Regions from separate parts of the Mus musculus genome. Here region 2 is linked to region 1. The links are chromatin contacts, called in public Hi-C maps. All regions are on one chromosome and are shown on one strand. The core of a region is the stretch at or near the end of the contact, and the rest is flanking DNA. Distances in the headings are between cores, read along the strand shown.

The links. A called contact is a pair of places that touch in the nucleus more often than the background predicts.
Region 2: a contact with region 1 is called in a Hi-C map of uterus, with 2.1 times the contacts expected there. The contact joins two enhancer-like sites. A contact is called at or near these places in 2 of 484 Hi-C or Micro-C datasets (liver and uterus) and 1 of 115 datasets of contacts at active chromatin or transcription factors (fibro-adipogenic progenitors).

Annotation. Positions count from the first base shown.
Region 1 is chr13:101,979,027-101,981,684 of GRCm38.p6, reverse strand. No RefSeq gene overlaps it. Among named protein-coding and RNA genes, the nearest start is that of Gm41044, 34 kb to the left of the region's middle. Within about 2 kb of position 1,339, at least 12 of the 459 cell types and tissues checked have an H3K27ac peak or open chromatin away from gene starts, as enhancers often do. A contact at or near this core is called in uterus, where this site is marked.
Region 2 is chr13:102,231,363-102,234,020 of GRCm38.p6, reverse strand. No RefSeq gene overlaps it. Among named protein-coding and RNA genes, the nearest start is that of Gm36703, 120 kb to the left of the region's middle. Within about 2 kb of position 1,315, at least 83 of the 459 cell types and tissues checked have an H3K27ac peak or open chromatin away from gene starts, as enhancers often do. A contact at or near this core is called in uterus, where this site is marked.

The DNA.
Region 1 (2,658 bases), core at 90-2,589:
CGGTGATGTAGCAAAACAATAATTGTAGGTTCCCCACATAGACCCTATGACCTCACTTACCTTGGGTTCTTTACTGAGTGTACAGAATCAGCCATGGGTTCCATCCTGTGGGAGTGAGCCTCAGGTCCAAGCAGTTGGTTACCTCATCAAGCATTATCCTTTTCACCATGGCCTGCCACTTTTGGAGATAAAAAATTAAAGCTCTTCTTAAGGTTACATCTCAGTTATTTGGTGGGAAAGAAAGGTTAACAGAAGAAAATGATATACGTGACTTCCTTGTTATCTTAGAACTCTAAATGTTTGAATGAATGACTAGCCAGTATCCATGATGCCCCCAATTGATTCACTGCAGAAAGCACAATTTTGTTTTTCTTTAATTTTATTTGAGCAACTTGGAAGTTTAACAATTTCTTCATAAACCTATTTCTACAGTTGGCATCGACTTTATGTAGGAGTGTTATAACAGCTTTGAACAAGTGGTGTTTACGTTTTCCCATTTTCATTATGATGCAGTCTTCCTAGCAATAAACAGACTCCTTTCTATTTTGATGGATAAATGTTCATGTCTGAAGCTTGATATGAAGCCTCAAGCTTATAATCCCAGTATTCAAAAGACTAGAGCAGAAGAGCCTCAAGTTTGAAGCCAGCCTGGTCTACGTTGCAAGACCCTGTCTCAGACTCAGAATCTAAGACAATCAAACAAAGGAAGAAACTTAAATGCAAAAACTTAAAAAAATAAAGAAGAGGAGTGGAAAAGAACAGAGGGAGAAATGGTAGTGAGGAAGTGGTTGGCAAAAGAGAGCAAGGAAGATCAGGAGGGGGAGGGACATGTTTGAGAGGAAAGTGATGAAGACAAATGAAGGACAAATGTTGTTGAGAGGAGGATGGCTGTCCCAAGTGAGAAGGACCAAGAGCCAAAAAGAGGACAAAGCATATGTTGGTGTGGATTTATTCCTGGATGCCTGGAACATTACAGTGAGCATCCCTCTGGCTCTCTAGGCAGGAGAGTTATTATAAGCCAGAGCTTGGGGTTGGGAGAGAGAGAGAGAGGAGAGAAAGTACTCATGCTCCCAAGCCAGACCCAAGTATCACAGTACCAGTCAAGATGGTGACATCTAGCAAAGAAGAATTGCTTGCTACCCCCCAGGACTCACTAAATGCTTAGGAATCTAGATACTGGAATCACTAAAAATATCTAGCTGTTTCTCTTCAAATTTGGGCTGAGTCTCCTTTCGCAATACGAACTATGATCCTGCCAATTTTAAAGTTTACAGCCCCAGCTGTTGAGGAGTTATGTAAGAACAAAAGTGATCAAAGGACCTCAAGAATGGAACATGCCCACACACCCCCTCCCCCTCGCTTGCATAATTGCTAGAATGGAATGGCAATGCAAAATGCAATGGAAGCATCCTCTGCCCGGCCTCTGTCTCCTCTCTAAGGAGACAGGGATAGGGGGTGCAAACAGCTTGGGGGGAGGGGGACTAATGAGAAATTGTGCTGGATTCAAGCAGTGCATATATTCTCTCTCTCTTTCTCTCTCTCTCTCTCTCTATCTATCTCTGTCAGATGATAGACAGACATATATTTGCAGAAGGTTAGACAGAAAGATTTTAACAGCCAAAAGAACAGGGAGTTTTCTAGGAGATTGTATATCCTAGGATTGTCAGAAGTTACACATATAAAGTCTCAACATGACTGCCTAAATGTTAGCTGAACAAGAACACATTAAAGTGACTAGGGAAAGCCCACCTCAAGCCTACACAAAGAAGGACAGGCAACTAAGAAATGTTGACAGTGAGAGGAGTAGGGAAGAGCTCACCAATTAATTGTTCAATGCCAAATGGTCAGCCCTGAAAGAATATGTCCAAGTAACATTGTATGGACTGAGCAGGTGGTGTTTAGGAATTCATATGCATATACATATGCAATTGTATGTAACAACAATTAATGAAAAAAGAGGCTATAAGTTTGAAAGAGAACAAAGGTGAGTTTATGGGAGGTTTGGGAAGAAGGAAAGGGAAACAATATGATATTGTAATCTCAAAAAGCAAAGAAATAATAAAAAATAAAAGAAGTTGTGACGAGTGGGATTTGACTTGTTACTTTAGATTGGCCCTTCTAACTTTTTTGTTTGTTTGGTTTTTTTATGACAGAGTTTTTGTGTATAGTCCTGGCTGTCCTGAAACTCACTTTGTAGACCAGGCTGGCCTCAAACTCAGAAATCTGCCTGCCTCTGCCTACCGAGTGCTGGGATTAAAGGAGTGTGCCACCATGCCCGGCTCGGCCCTTCTAACTTTAAATAAGATGCTCTGAAGTACCATATGCAGTCTTTTCTTCTTCCATTCACTCCATCAGCCTTATCTGGGCCTTCCATTTTTCTGGTCTGTATCTTTTATCAGACTGAGGAAAAGAGAATTAATATAACAAAAAAGATGCGTTCACACTCTGGATATTACAGCTTTCTCACTGGTCTCCATGCATATCCTTCCTCTTACAGCCTTTCCTATTCTGTAGAGACATGAGGTTGTTTTCACTCTCTTATGGACCTGCTCCAAGCTTAACAAATGGAGGTCAACCTAGCCTAGCTTTCTTGCTGCCTCTATGGTTTGGTCCTTCTACTTTTCTCTTATCTGCCACCTTTCCTGTAAACAGCATCCC
Region 2 (2,658 bases), core at 66-2,565, 250 kb before region 1:
CTGACTCATCTTTGGATCCAAGGATGACTACAGAGCCTGCCATGTGGGAAGCACCTGTGTGGTGTTTTGAAGGATCCTACTGGCAGCCCCTGTGATGATTGGTACCCGTTATCATAAACAGTCAAGCTGGAATAGACCAGACATCAACTGTCACAAGTAAATACGTCTCCTGACAACTTTGTGCGTTCTGTTCTAAATCTAGAGTGCTTACCTGGGAATGATAGGACAGATCCCAGATGTGTCTCCATAGCCTGGGAGACTCCCTCTACTTGGTACACAGAGGCAGTTGCTTTTGCAGTTGTTATGATCTGAGCTAGAGCTTCAGGTCTAGTTCATCTCCATGGAAAAGTAATTTTATTTATTTATGTATTTATCTGTGTGTAGGTGTGAAGTTATATGCACCACATGTCTCCAGGTACCCAGGGAGGCTAAAGAGAACATCGCATCGCATATATTTAAATTTTCTGGTAGTGTAAGCCATCCTAGGTAGGTACGGAGAACTGAACTCTGTACTCTGTGATGGACTAAGCATCCTTAACAACTGAGCCATCTCTCTAGTCCGGAAAAGCACATTGAAATAAAAGAACACACAACTACATCTCTTTGGAGTCTCTGCTTGCCTCCAACCTTGCCATGGAGGATGCAGGGAAAGATAGTGACTTCCGGAAGAGTGAAGAGCCCTCAGTATCTGCTGAGAGAAGACTGGCATTTGGTTTCAGTCTACACGGTCGCTGGAAGTTGACCTGGCTTGTCTTTTACTCCTAAGCTCACTTCACACACTCCAGATTCTATGTCAATATCAGCAAACAATTCCTGTTGCCATTTCCATTCTTGTAAAGGAGTTAAATTAGAGTGGAGGGGTGAAGTAACTTGCCTGAAATCATAGAGAGTGAGTGGCCAATGTCATTCTTCACAGCTACACTGCCACCACGCAATGTTGGCCAGGTGAGAGATGCCCTGCCCTTCTCTTTTCTTATAAGAGAAATGAGGGAGGAACACTGACTGCCTCAGACTAGAAGGAAAGGTAATTTGGAAAATGCAGGAAAACGCTCATTTCTCCAAGCATTCCGGCTCCTTCTGTTCTCTTCTGTCCCTCACATAACCTGGCAAGGGGAAACATTGCCTCTTGAGCAATCCTGTAGAAATATAAAGCTGAAAAGAATATACCTCTCACCAGAGCCAAAGATAACAAGGCTGATTTGTTCAGACTTATTATTTTGTTTCAATAAAAGATCTGTCTCTGGTTTCCCCAGCAGTCCCACAGAGCCAACCCAAACTGAAAAGACACGCAGCTCAGAGAGTGCAACCTCATTGTTGAAACATGACAGATACTTGAAGAATCAGGAAATTCCTTCTGTATTTAAATGGCCAGCTCCTCAGCCAACACAGTCATGGGTGAAAGAAGACAGCAATACAGTTGTGGCCTGTGAGGCACACAGTGGGGCTTCATGCCCCTGTAGGAACGGATACCCAAGTCTATGCTTGCCAGCTGGCACACATGGTCCATTGACAAGATATGCAGGGCCTGGCCTTCCAGCTTGGAGCAACTGCTGGCAGAACACTGTGAGCATGTCAAAGGAAGGGTGATTTTTTTTTTAAAGGCCCATCGCTGGTTTTGTTTCTTTAAATGGTAGCCACCAAAAAGTTGTGCAAACACTTCAGCTGCGGAATATTTAATCTGACATTTGGCATGACTCCTTTGTTGATCCAAGACAAGAAGAATGTGTGTACGCTCTTAGTTCCTTCATTGCTTACTGGAAAAAAAAGAAAGAAAAGAAAAAGAGAGAGAGAGAGAGAGAGAGAGAGAGAGAGAGAGAGAGAGAGAGAAGGAAAGAAAGAAAAAAGAAAGAAAGAAAGAAAGAAAGGAAGGAAGGAAGGAAGGAAGGAAGGAAGGAAGGAAGGAAGGAAGGAAGGAAGGAAGACAAACCAGATAGGGCAGTTTTATGTTCCTCCTCCTCCTCCTCCTCCTCCTCCTCCTCCTCCTCCTCCTCCTCCTCCTCACTTTGAACTGGGTCTGTAGCTGGATGTAGTCCTGGTTCCCCAGAAATGGAATGATAATTACAGACCGCAAGTAGGGAGATAAATAGTTATTTAACAAGGTGGGTGGACTTGATGCCTTTCCAGAAGGGGCTGATAAAAACTTTAGGGGGTCACCATAACTGTAGGAGGTAGGCAGCTCTTTCTTTAGAATCTGGGATTTCACGGTTTTGGAGCCTCTCATGGAAATATTACCCAAAAGATTCCTCCTTTGTTTTTGGTGAGAAGGAAAAAGCAAAACCCAAACACCAGCAAGAAGAACTTAGTGGGAGTGTCCTACCTGCTGCACTGGTCACACAGTTTGCTGCCTCTGCTCTCCAATTGCCAAGGGGAGACACTCATTCTACTCCTTCTAAGTTGTTTTATTGACACATTGCTTCCTTAGAAAGTGCATCAGTTCTGGATTACCTTTAATTAAAATGAAACAGTTCCTAGCTCTACACTAATGAGAACATGGTCCACCTAGAAAAGTCAGCTCTCCCACAAAGCCTAGGTAGCAGACAGTTCTTTCTCACTGTGTGGAGGGAAAGGACCAAGTCCTGAGCAACATTGCACAGGAAAGCACGAAACTTTCCAGATGCTTCTCCACTAGAGCATGGGAGCGGTTCATTGACGTCAGAA